Regions from separate parts of the Mus musculus genome. Here region 1 is linked to region 2. Evidence: chromatin contacts called from public HiChIP or PLAC-seq data. All regions are on one chromosome and are shown on one strand. The core of a region is the stretch at or near the end of the contact, and the rest is flanking DNA. Distances in the headings are between cores, read along the strand shown.

Evidence for each region. HiChIP or PLAC-seq counts read pairs in DNA pulled down with a chosen protein or histone mark.
Region 1: a contact with region 2 is called in a CTCF HiChIP or PLAC-seq map of the NIH/3T3 cell line, with 7 read pairs. The contact joins two enhancer-like sites. A contact is called at or near these places in 1 of 15 datasets of contacts at CTCF or cohesin (the NIH/3T3 cell line), 2 of 484 Hi-C or Micro-C datasets (bone marrow-derived macrophages and nephron progenitors), 1 of 115 datasets of contacts at active chromatin or transcription factors (bone marrow-derived macrophages) and 1 of 9 other capture datasets (adipose tissue).

What each region holds. Positions count from the first base shown.
Region 1 is chr15:6,619,387-6,624,303 of GRCm38.p6, reverse strand. It overlaps Fyb (FYN binding protein), which reads right to left. Exons shown (of 18, transcript NM_011815.5): 2 at 4,554-4,710. Gm2245 (predicted gene 2245) reads left to right here. Exons shown (of 7, transcript NR_155272.1): 4 at 4,380-4,558. Among named protein-coding and RNA genes, the nearest start is that of Gm2245, 32 kb to the left of the region's middle. Within about 2 kb of position 1,588, at least 91 of the 459 cell types and tissues checked have an H3K27ac peak or open chromatin away from gene starts, as enhancers often do. A contact at or near this core is called in the NIH/3T3 cell line, adipose tissue and bone marrow-derived macrophages, where this site is marked.
Region 2 is chr15:6,408,860-6,413,537 of GRCm38.p6, reverse strand. The region is part of intron 1 of Dab2 (disabled 2, mitogen-responsive phosphoprotein); the gene reads right to left. Among named protein-coding and RNA genes, the nearest start is that of Dab2, 24 kb to the right of the region's middle. Within about 2 kb of position 2,052, at least 71 of the 459 cell types and tissues checked have an H3K27ac peak or open chromatin away from gene starts, as enhancers often do. A contact at or near this core is called in the NIH/3T3 cell line, adipose tissue and bone marrow-derived macrophages, where this site is marked.

The DNA of each region.
Region 1 (4,917 bases), core at 339-2,838, 210 kb before region 2:
CCACAATGTGGTTGCTGGGAATTGAACTCTGGACTTCTGGAAGAGACTTGGTTAAGAGCAGTCTTAACCAAGGAGCCATCTCTCCAGTCCCAGTGAATATTTTAAAAGCCCAATAGGTTGTGACTTGTGAATGGATTCTGAGTAGGGAGGGAACAGCATCCCAAGGGTGCTCTGAAGGTGGGATAAGAGGCTTAGAAACACATGCCTCTTCTACTTTTCTGCCTCAAACCCAACCCAGCCATTTCCTCCATACTCTTGAGCATGACTAAGGCTCATTTTGCTTTCATTTCCTCTATGTATTTATCTAACTTCCCCTTCAGCGGGGGAGATTTCGCATCTAGATATTTCCTCATTGTGGAATTTATGGTTGGGGACTTTAAGACTGTTAGAGTTTTCTGTTTTGAAGAGTCGACTAAGCTCCTAGAGGTCCTTAACTTTCCCACTTCCCCCCTTTCTGCACACCGTAGTTAACTTTACAGTGCTCTAAGTATAGATTGCCCAGGCAATGGAAAGCACCCAGCCTCTTTTGTTCTTTCCAAGTTCCTTCTAAGTTGGATCTATTTTTATGAAGTTGGCTGGTCATAGATAAGCCACGTAGCAAGAGGAAGCCTTGATATGATGGAGATTATAAACGACTCAAGGTTTATTACTATCAGTGGGCGTTGGAGATAACTTAAGGAAACAATATTGCCTACAAGAGTCCAAGCCTACTGGGCGGGCTGTTGGCAGCCATCTTGTTGGTTTTAGAGGGAAGTTGTTTGAGGTGTGTGTGTGTGTGTGTGTGTGTGTGTGTGTGTGTGTATTTGTAGGGAGTCATTCTTGGTGTTACTTGAATTCTTGGACATAGCCATCCCTGAGGCAGCCATTTCTGGGCTTTACAGTTATACACACCAGTATTGCCTTCCTTGCTTAGGTGTGAATTCCTGCCACATGCCAATTAAAAAGCCATGATCCCAGCACTTAGGAGGCAGAGGCAGGCAGATTTCTGAGTTTGAGGCCAGCCTGGTCTACAGAGGGAGTTCCAGGACAGCCAGGGCTATATAGAGAAACCCTGTCTCAAAAAACAAAGAAACAAAAAAGACTCCAAGCATGTTGCCTTTTTTAGTGATTCCTGCAAAGCTGGCACGTTGACTAGCATCCCATGCTCTACCACAGCTTTTGAAATCTGTTCTTCCTTCTACAGCCTTATCCAGGACAGATTCTAGCAATGAGGTTTTCAGAGAGTCAGCACAGCAGGCCCCATGCTGGGTTTTAGAACAATATGCTATCAAGTCTGGCCTATGACTGACAGAGGAACACATTTTCTTTATAATTATACACTGCTGTAAAAGTTGCCTAGTTGATAAAAGTATTTTTGCTGTGTGAGGCCTTATCAACAATGCTTGCTTTTTGTCTAGGTTTTTAGGTCTTCTGACAGGTGTCAGGCCTAAGGAAACCATGAGACAGTCCCCCTAGTCCCTGTGCAAACCTTAGTTTCTACCAACCTCAGACCGGTTCCTGATGGAAGCTGCTGGAGACACCCACTGCTTTTTCATAACGGTGGTTTCTGTAGGCCCTTCTCATGCTTGTGGAATTGCCTGGAAACCCGTGCTTAGATAGCGCCACCTGCTGGCTGTCCTTTCTTCTTAACCTTATTGAATGCCAGCCTCTTCTGTTAACTGAACCCTGAGACCTGGGAGTCCTTTTAATGAGTCATTACACTTATGGGTGGTCTGGAGGGCCCCTGAAGCAGAGGATCTATTGTCAAATACATTTTTTTTCATAATCTCAACGAAATGATAACTGGCCTCCAGGGTTTATCAACTTTCAGATTGTTTGAGCCATTTGTGACGATTTCATTCTAAAAGCTTGCCATACTCAGAGGCTTTGCTGGAGCTGGTGTCTGGGGGAGGGCTTTTAACAGACTTTAAAAGTGCTAGGATCCTGGGCCCACTATGGTGTCATATGCCTGCAATCGAGGTGGAGGCGGAGGCGGAGGGAGACGGAAGGATCTTTCTAACATCAAAGTCAGCCTGGGCTACATAGTTAGTTCTAGGCCAGCTAGGGGTATATAGTGACGGTCTGTCTCAAACAAAACGAAAAATAAAACTAAAATGTAAAATAAAAGTAAACATATAAAAAAATTCAGAGATCTAAATTTAATGAGTTAAATTGACCAGAGGTTAAAATAAACCTAGAAATAAGAAATATGATTTTATTTATATATGTGAACAGAAAAAATTTATATGGAAATTAAATGTTTAAGAGAATATATACTAGTTATTTTAATTAGGATAATATTTATAGGCCTAATAAAATATATTTAAATAAATATATAGATAATGTTAACTAGGCTAATAATAGTAGTAGGTAGATGCTCACATGTTGATTTGGTAGCAGAATCTACCAGAGTGTTCACAAGGGTGTTTAAGTCTTCAAACAAATATCTCTAGACTCAAATGCCTGAAAGGCTGTAATGTTAATATGCACACACATAGCAGCCCACATAGAAGACCCACCAAGCTGTACATACATACTTAGTAACTTGAGACTCCCGTGGAAGTATTATGATGTTAAAAAGAATCATGGGTAACTCAATGCGTTTTCAATCACTGTTCTAAATTGTAACCATGAAGCAATTAAGTGATTTTGTAATTAATACATTCTATTATGAGCAAAAGACAAACACATCATGCTGGGGATAAGGTGAAATCAAATTATGCTTCTATAGTGGAATGTCACTTGTGAAGGTTTGTATATCCTTGGACCAGGGAGTGGCACAATCTGAAGGTGTGGCCTTGTTGGAATAGGTGTGACCTGGTTGGAATGGGTGTGTCACTATGGGTGTGGGTATAAGAGCCTCACCCTAGTTGCCTGGAAGTCAGTCTTCCACTAGCAGCCTTTGGATGAAGACATAGAACTCTCAGCTCCTCCTGCACCATGCCTGCCTGGATACTGCCATGCTCCCACCTTGATGATAATGGACTAAACCTCTGAACCCGTAAGCCAGCCCCAATTAAATGTTGTTTTTTATAAGACTTGCCTTGGTCATGGTGTCTGTTCACAGCAGTAAAACCCTAACTAACATCACTGTAGTGTGTATAGCTTTGTGTCAACTTGACAAAAGCCGGAGTCATCAGAGAAGGAACCGCAGTTGAGGAAACACAGCTATAAGATTCTGCTATAAGGCATTTTCGTAGTTAATAATCAGTCTGGGAGAGCCATACATGGGCTGGTGGTCCTGGGTTCTACAAGAGAGCAGGCTGAGGAAGCCATGGATAGCAAGCCAGTAAGCAGCACTCTTCGTGGCCTCTGCATCAGCTCCTGCGTCCAGGTTCCTGCCCTGAGTTCCTGTCCTCACTGTCTTTGATGATAAACTGTTATGTGGCATTGTTGGTGAAATGAGTCCTATCTTCCCCAAGTTGATTTTGGTCATAGTTTTCATCACAGCAATAGTAACCCTAACCAAGATAAGTTGGTACCTGGTCAGAGGTATTACTGGCCATGTCATTTTGGAGAGGAATGTAGAAGGACTTTGGAATTTTGGGTTAGAAAGGTCATTGAGCGTTGAGAGCTCTGATCTGTTCTATAGGAGCTTTGAAAAAGTGAATGTCAGAAGTAGTGCAGACAGTGGAGGCCTGGCTTGTCAAGTTTCAGAGGAAAGCAAACACTCTCCTGGGCTTTTTTTTTTTTTTTTTTTTTTTTTTTTTTTTTTTGGTGAAGAATCTGTAGTTCTGGTCAGCTGGAGCTGAAGAATCAGCTGTGATTAATAAGATACCAGAACCTTTGCTTTGCTGGGATGCTTTATGCTGGTCAGCTGGAGCTGAGAAATTAGCAGTTCATCAGAAGCTCTCACGAGGTGAGATCGTCTGGAAAGCTTTTCCCTCAGCACATAGAACCTGTGTTCCAGGTGTGGCCAAGGTTGTACCTTGTGTTCCCAGATGAACCCGGTAGTGTAGGAGTCACCCAGGGGGTGCTCGTTCTGAGGGTGTTGAAGGGGTCATGGAGAGTATCTGAGACTTAGCACTGTGTGACAGGGCTGGAGTCCATGAATAGAGCCCAGGAGAGGCTTCTGGTGAAAGTGCAGCCCTTTCAAAGAAGCCCCCTGTAGTTTTGGAGATGTCAGTGCCAGGGGATGACCACCAAGAACAGCGAGCGAGCAGCAGCAATGGAGCCTGCTGGAGCCTAGAAGACAAGCTGCATGTGTGGCAGAGGGCAGAGCTGGTGAAGTGACCCAAGTATCTCAGTCCAGAAGATTGTCAGTAAATCCCAGACAATTAGACATTGAGTTATCTACACTGCTGGAGTCTGGTTTTGCTTTGGTTAGATTGTGAGTGTGCCCTGGCTCTTTCCACTGGAAGTAAGAAAGTATGCAACATAATTTTGCCTTTTTTCCCAAGGAGCCCACAGGTGAGAGATTTCAAACTTTAAGAAGAGCCTGCCTTTCTCGCTGTCAACTGCCTACCAAAGTACCATGGGCGTTTTCCACAGGCCGTTTAGCACCCAGCCATGCATGATTTGGACAGCCCTGGCGAGACCCTGCTGATGAAATCGGAAGATGATCCTTTACTTACTTCAGGTCAAGGGGAGGTTTGATGTTTCTGGGGGGCAGGCTGGGGACTGGCGGATGCGCTGGGTGAGACGCTGGCAGAGGTGGCTGGCTGGCTGGATGTGTAGGCGGAGGTGGTGGCAGGGAAGTTGTCGAGTAAGGTGTCTGGCTTTTGGTGGCACCTAAGAAGCAAGGGATGGTAAATTAAGAACTTACTGTTCCAAAGATGCAGAAACAAACTTGAATAGAAACCTTAGAAATATACCACCTTGTTGAGCAAATGCTTTAAAGTGTCTTAATATTTTATGTATATTACCTTTTATGAACTTTTTTATAAACCTTAATTTTAACATTATTTTGCGAACAACTCTATATGGATTTTATAGCAC
Region 2 (4,678 bases), core at 803-3,302:
AGTGTATTTACGTATAATAATAAATAAATCTTAAGGAAAATGAATTTAAAATAAAAGGTTTGAAAATCTCCTGTGGGAGTCCCCCTTTTTATTTAAGCAAAGATTTGCTATTTTTGCATCCTATATAACGCTCTTGAATATTTTAGTCCTGATCATCTTCATCCCCTACTCTTTCACATGTGGATGCAAGCTCCAAGCTCACTGTTTCTTTGTGACTGACCTTTGCTTTATGTCCTTACATTTTCCCATTTGCTGAGGTGCCTCTGTCCTTCATCCTTAGGTACCTATTTGTCCCTGAAGATGGGTAGGTCTTCTCTGAAGCTCTCCCTTCTCCCTTCTAAATACCCATGCTGATCACAAGTTCTCCCATAGATCAACTTTATGCTTGTCTGTCAAATCCTCAGGACCAGAATCTCCTTGAAAGGGGAAGATTCATCTGGCGTGTGGGAGCCAGTCATGTGGATGGCAACCTGGACTGTTGGAGCAGTGTAAATATATCAGTTTTTTAATATGTGTATCTGTATTTAATATACTTTTAATTTCCTAGGCCAAGAACAGGAGCCCTAAGGATGCTCTCCAGAATAGACTGCATATTATTCTGTTTATGGGAGGCACCTGCAGTACCTGTGGGTTATCCTTTCCAATCTGCCTTGCTCAGGTTAGCATGATGTTGACTTCAACAGTGATCATGTGGATAGCCAAAGTAAGAGAGATCCAAACTAGGTAGGATTATAGGCTGAGAAACTGTCAGATATCAGAGTTTATTGCCCATCTCAGAAGCCCACTGCCACATCCTCCAACAGGATATTATTTCTGACAAGGAAAGACTTACCTATGTAACATTGTTTTTTAAAGATTTAGCTTACTCAATTTTGCAATTTTGACTCCAACGTTTTACTATTTTAAAGAAATCTGAGAAGTTCCACAAAGCACTCTGATAGACCTAAGAGGGAGCAGTTGGTGGCTTGGCATGTGGATTTAGTCATAACATACAAGTCATACCAGGATATAACTCAAGGCCAGTGTCCATATCAAGGGTTGGCTTCCTGGGTCAAATTAGAAAGGGCAGAAGCTGAGTAGAATTACTTGGCCATGTGTTTTTATAAACAATTCCTGTGCTTCAGACACCAAAGACAACTCTTTGTGTAGAGGAAACACCAAAGATTAACCCTCCACACTCCAGGAAAGTCCTCTGCTGATACTCTGTCTTTGCTCCCTTGTCCTTTTTACTGTAGTATTTTTGAGTCAAAGTTTCACTAAGTCTCTCAGGCTGGCTTCAAGCTTGCTGTGGGCTTTGAAACTGTCACCATCCAGGTTCAGCTACACAAGTGATGAGTGGCTTGTGCCACCACGCTTAGATAAGGCACAGCTTTGATGACATTGTTATTGTTCTAAAGGTGTTTGGCTTCCTTTGATCATATACCCTTTACTGTGTAGGGATAGTTATAGTACCCGAAGAGAAAATAGGGAGGAAAAACTTTGTTATGGACTTCTGAAAGAAAATGGATTTATATAGTCTTTCATTTGCTGTATGATTCTATGGTTCTTATGTTTAAAGAAGGAAGAAATTATCTAGGAACTACACATAGTGGTCAGTAAAAGAAAAGGATTACAGATGCATTCCCCAAGATATATACAAGGGTCATCTCTAAGTAGAGGGTCTCCCCCCCTCCCAGTTTTCTAGAACAGTATGTTTCCTTCATTAGAAGATAGAAAAGGGAAATAAGAGCACATATCTGCAGGAAAAAAACCTGAAGAATCAAAAGTTAGTCTCTATCCCGGGCTCCTTAAGGCATTGTGTAAAACAGAAAACGGTAAGAAGGAAGCTTGGCAAGTCAGTAAGATCAGCTCCACTCGCGTGAAGGCATCTAAGTTAGGCTTTTGGACTCCAGACAGGGCTCCCTGAAGTAACGTGAAAATGGCCCCCTTGCAGCACTGGAGTCCCATGATTTTGGAGCTTGCAACATCTTTCCTGGTTTCTGAGAAGCTCAGAGAGATGCACAACGGAAGGATGCATGAGTCATCTTTGAATGACTATGTCGTCTGCATGAATAAAAAAGTCAGCTATAGTTTGTCTTGTCCTTAAACTGACTCATAGCATTTTGCAACCTGGAAAAGCTAGCACAGTGGACAATAATTAGTCTAGGCTTTATAAGGGGGAAAAAAAAACCCTAACTGACACCTTAAAATTGTTTGCTTTTCCTTTCCATCAGAAGGACTTGAACTGGTGTCTCAGTGGTACTCCTTAATGTCTGGAAGGTTCTGAAGCAACATCATGACACAATTTTACAGGTCCTCTGACCTGCACCTCTAACCTATCTCTTACTCCAATTATACAGAACAATCAGGAATTTGCTCAGTCTCAAGATGCTAGAATAACTTTGAGTTAAGGACTTGACAGTAGCCCCTTTCCACACATAGTAGAGAATCTTATTTCAAAGTTTAGGGTAATATGGTATAAACATCTAATATAGTCAGCCATCCCTATTCAAATGCTCTACATCTGTGAATTAAAAAAAAAGCTGATCAAAAATAGCCAGAAGAAAATCACCTGTACTGAACATATACAGATATTTTAAAAAATTACTTTTCCCTAAATATAATAGTATAAAACTATTTGCCTAACATTTGCATTATTAAGAGAGTATTATTAATACTCTATAGATGATTTGAAATACATTAAAGAAACATAGCAGATGGCTTGAAGCAAACCATGTATGTAGGATTTTGAACATCAAAGAATGTTTAGAACTGTGGGGGAGGGAGAGGATCCTCGAATCAACCCATTGTGGACATCGGGGCATGGCATATACCAAGATCCTAAAACCTTTATCCTGAAAACCATATAAAAGGTGCTTCTATTTTAGGAATAATAAATGCACTGAACAACACAGAACATAACCATGATAAGCTGTTGAGGTCAGAACTGAATTTGTTTTTCTCCTTCCAATGTGGTTTTCTCTTGTCATTTGCTGTTCCCAAATCCCCATCCTTTAACCTGTATTTTCAAAAGTTCACAATCCCAAGGACTTTTTAACATATCAGTTACAGTTCTCACAGAGAACTCCATGGAGTAAAGCTGGGTACAGGAGACTTAAGAAAGCACTTCAAGCATCTTTGCTTTGAGTGCCCAGCACTTTGTCTTGGCCAGGGACCGTGCTTCTCTGTGCGTGATCAGCTGGAGGACAGGACATGTGAAATATTAACCTGTAAGCCAGACCTCAGGACCAGTGGCCGCAAATACCTGTGCCACTGTCTTTGAAGTAACCTCTGAGAAAACACATTGTGATGGGGCTCTAAAGTCTCACACTTGTTGACTTCCTCCCTAACTGCTTCTGTCTTTATGATTCTACTGTGACAGTCTATTCTGCAAGGGCCAGGTCAGACAGTAAGATTTTTGTGGATCAGAAAGATGGCTCAGCGAAAGGTGGTTACTCAGAAAACCTGATGACCTAAATCCAATAGATGGAACCCACAGAAAAATGGAAGGGGGAAAATGACTCCATTGAGTTGATCATTGATGCCCACCACACACTGTTTGACACACATGCAACCACACCACACACACACACACACACACACACACACACACACATACACACACACACACACACACACACACACACACAAACAAAAGAAGATTTTTGCATCTTGTTGATTTGGGTAACTAGACTATGTTAATGTACACTCAAAAAGAATCCTGGTAAGACATTCTTATAAATATTGACTACTGTATCATACCTGAGTGATATACACTAGGCATCTGTACAGGTTATAAATTGGCAGTGAGCATACACTGGGAGAGCTAATGGTACAAGACAGAGTCAGAATATAAAGTCCTGAACTAAGAGGCTTTTTCCGATATTTAGAAGCAAGTCAAACTAAAGAGTTCCCCAGACAGTCATAGAGGAAAGCAGACATTTCAGGTGAGAGTTTAACATTCAAAGTCTCATCTTCCCAGGGATCTGTATTTTTTAAACTGAGGCAGAAGGATGACTGTGAGTTTGGGATCATCCTGGGCTACATGATGAATACCAGAACAGTCAGAGGTATATAGGACTCTATAAAAACTAGTAAATAAAATTAAAAAACAAAACAAAACAAAGAAGAAAGAAAAGAAAACCAGCCAATGTTTAACAAATGCTGTTCATGGTTAAGTACAGCCTGGTGTCCAAACGCTGTGTGTTATATTGCATGGTCGTCAACACGGGTTTCCCACAGCAGGTGTTTCAATGGTCAGTAACATACAACACGGACAGAAGCACTTTAGCTGGGTGAAAGGGTGAGAGGGTAAGCCCGAGTGCCAGCTAGCCACCTAGTGCCTCACTCTGGGTGTCCTCGTGGGATACAGGGACAGGAGTCATTCCCACTTAGCTGGTTTCTCTTTTCTTTTTTCTTTTTAATAATTAGGAACCTGGGGGCAAGAAAACATAAGCATTGAAAGCTGGCTGGGATGCAGCTGGTACCACTAAAAATCCAGTTCCGAGAATGAGACACGATTGGCCTATTCCTAGAGAGGATGTATGTCTGCTTTTAAATTTGTTTTTTTAAGGTAGACTATGCAAAGCTCATTACATGGAGGCTCTACCAAGAAAGTCTTCTGGGACTAGAGGTGTAATGTGGCTTAGCCAGAGGATGCTGCTAGTGGTCCCTAGGGTCCACCCCCTGCACCACTAAA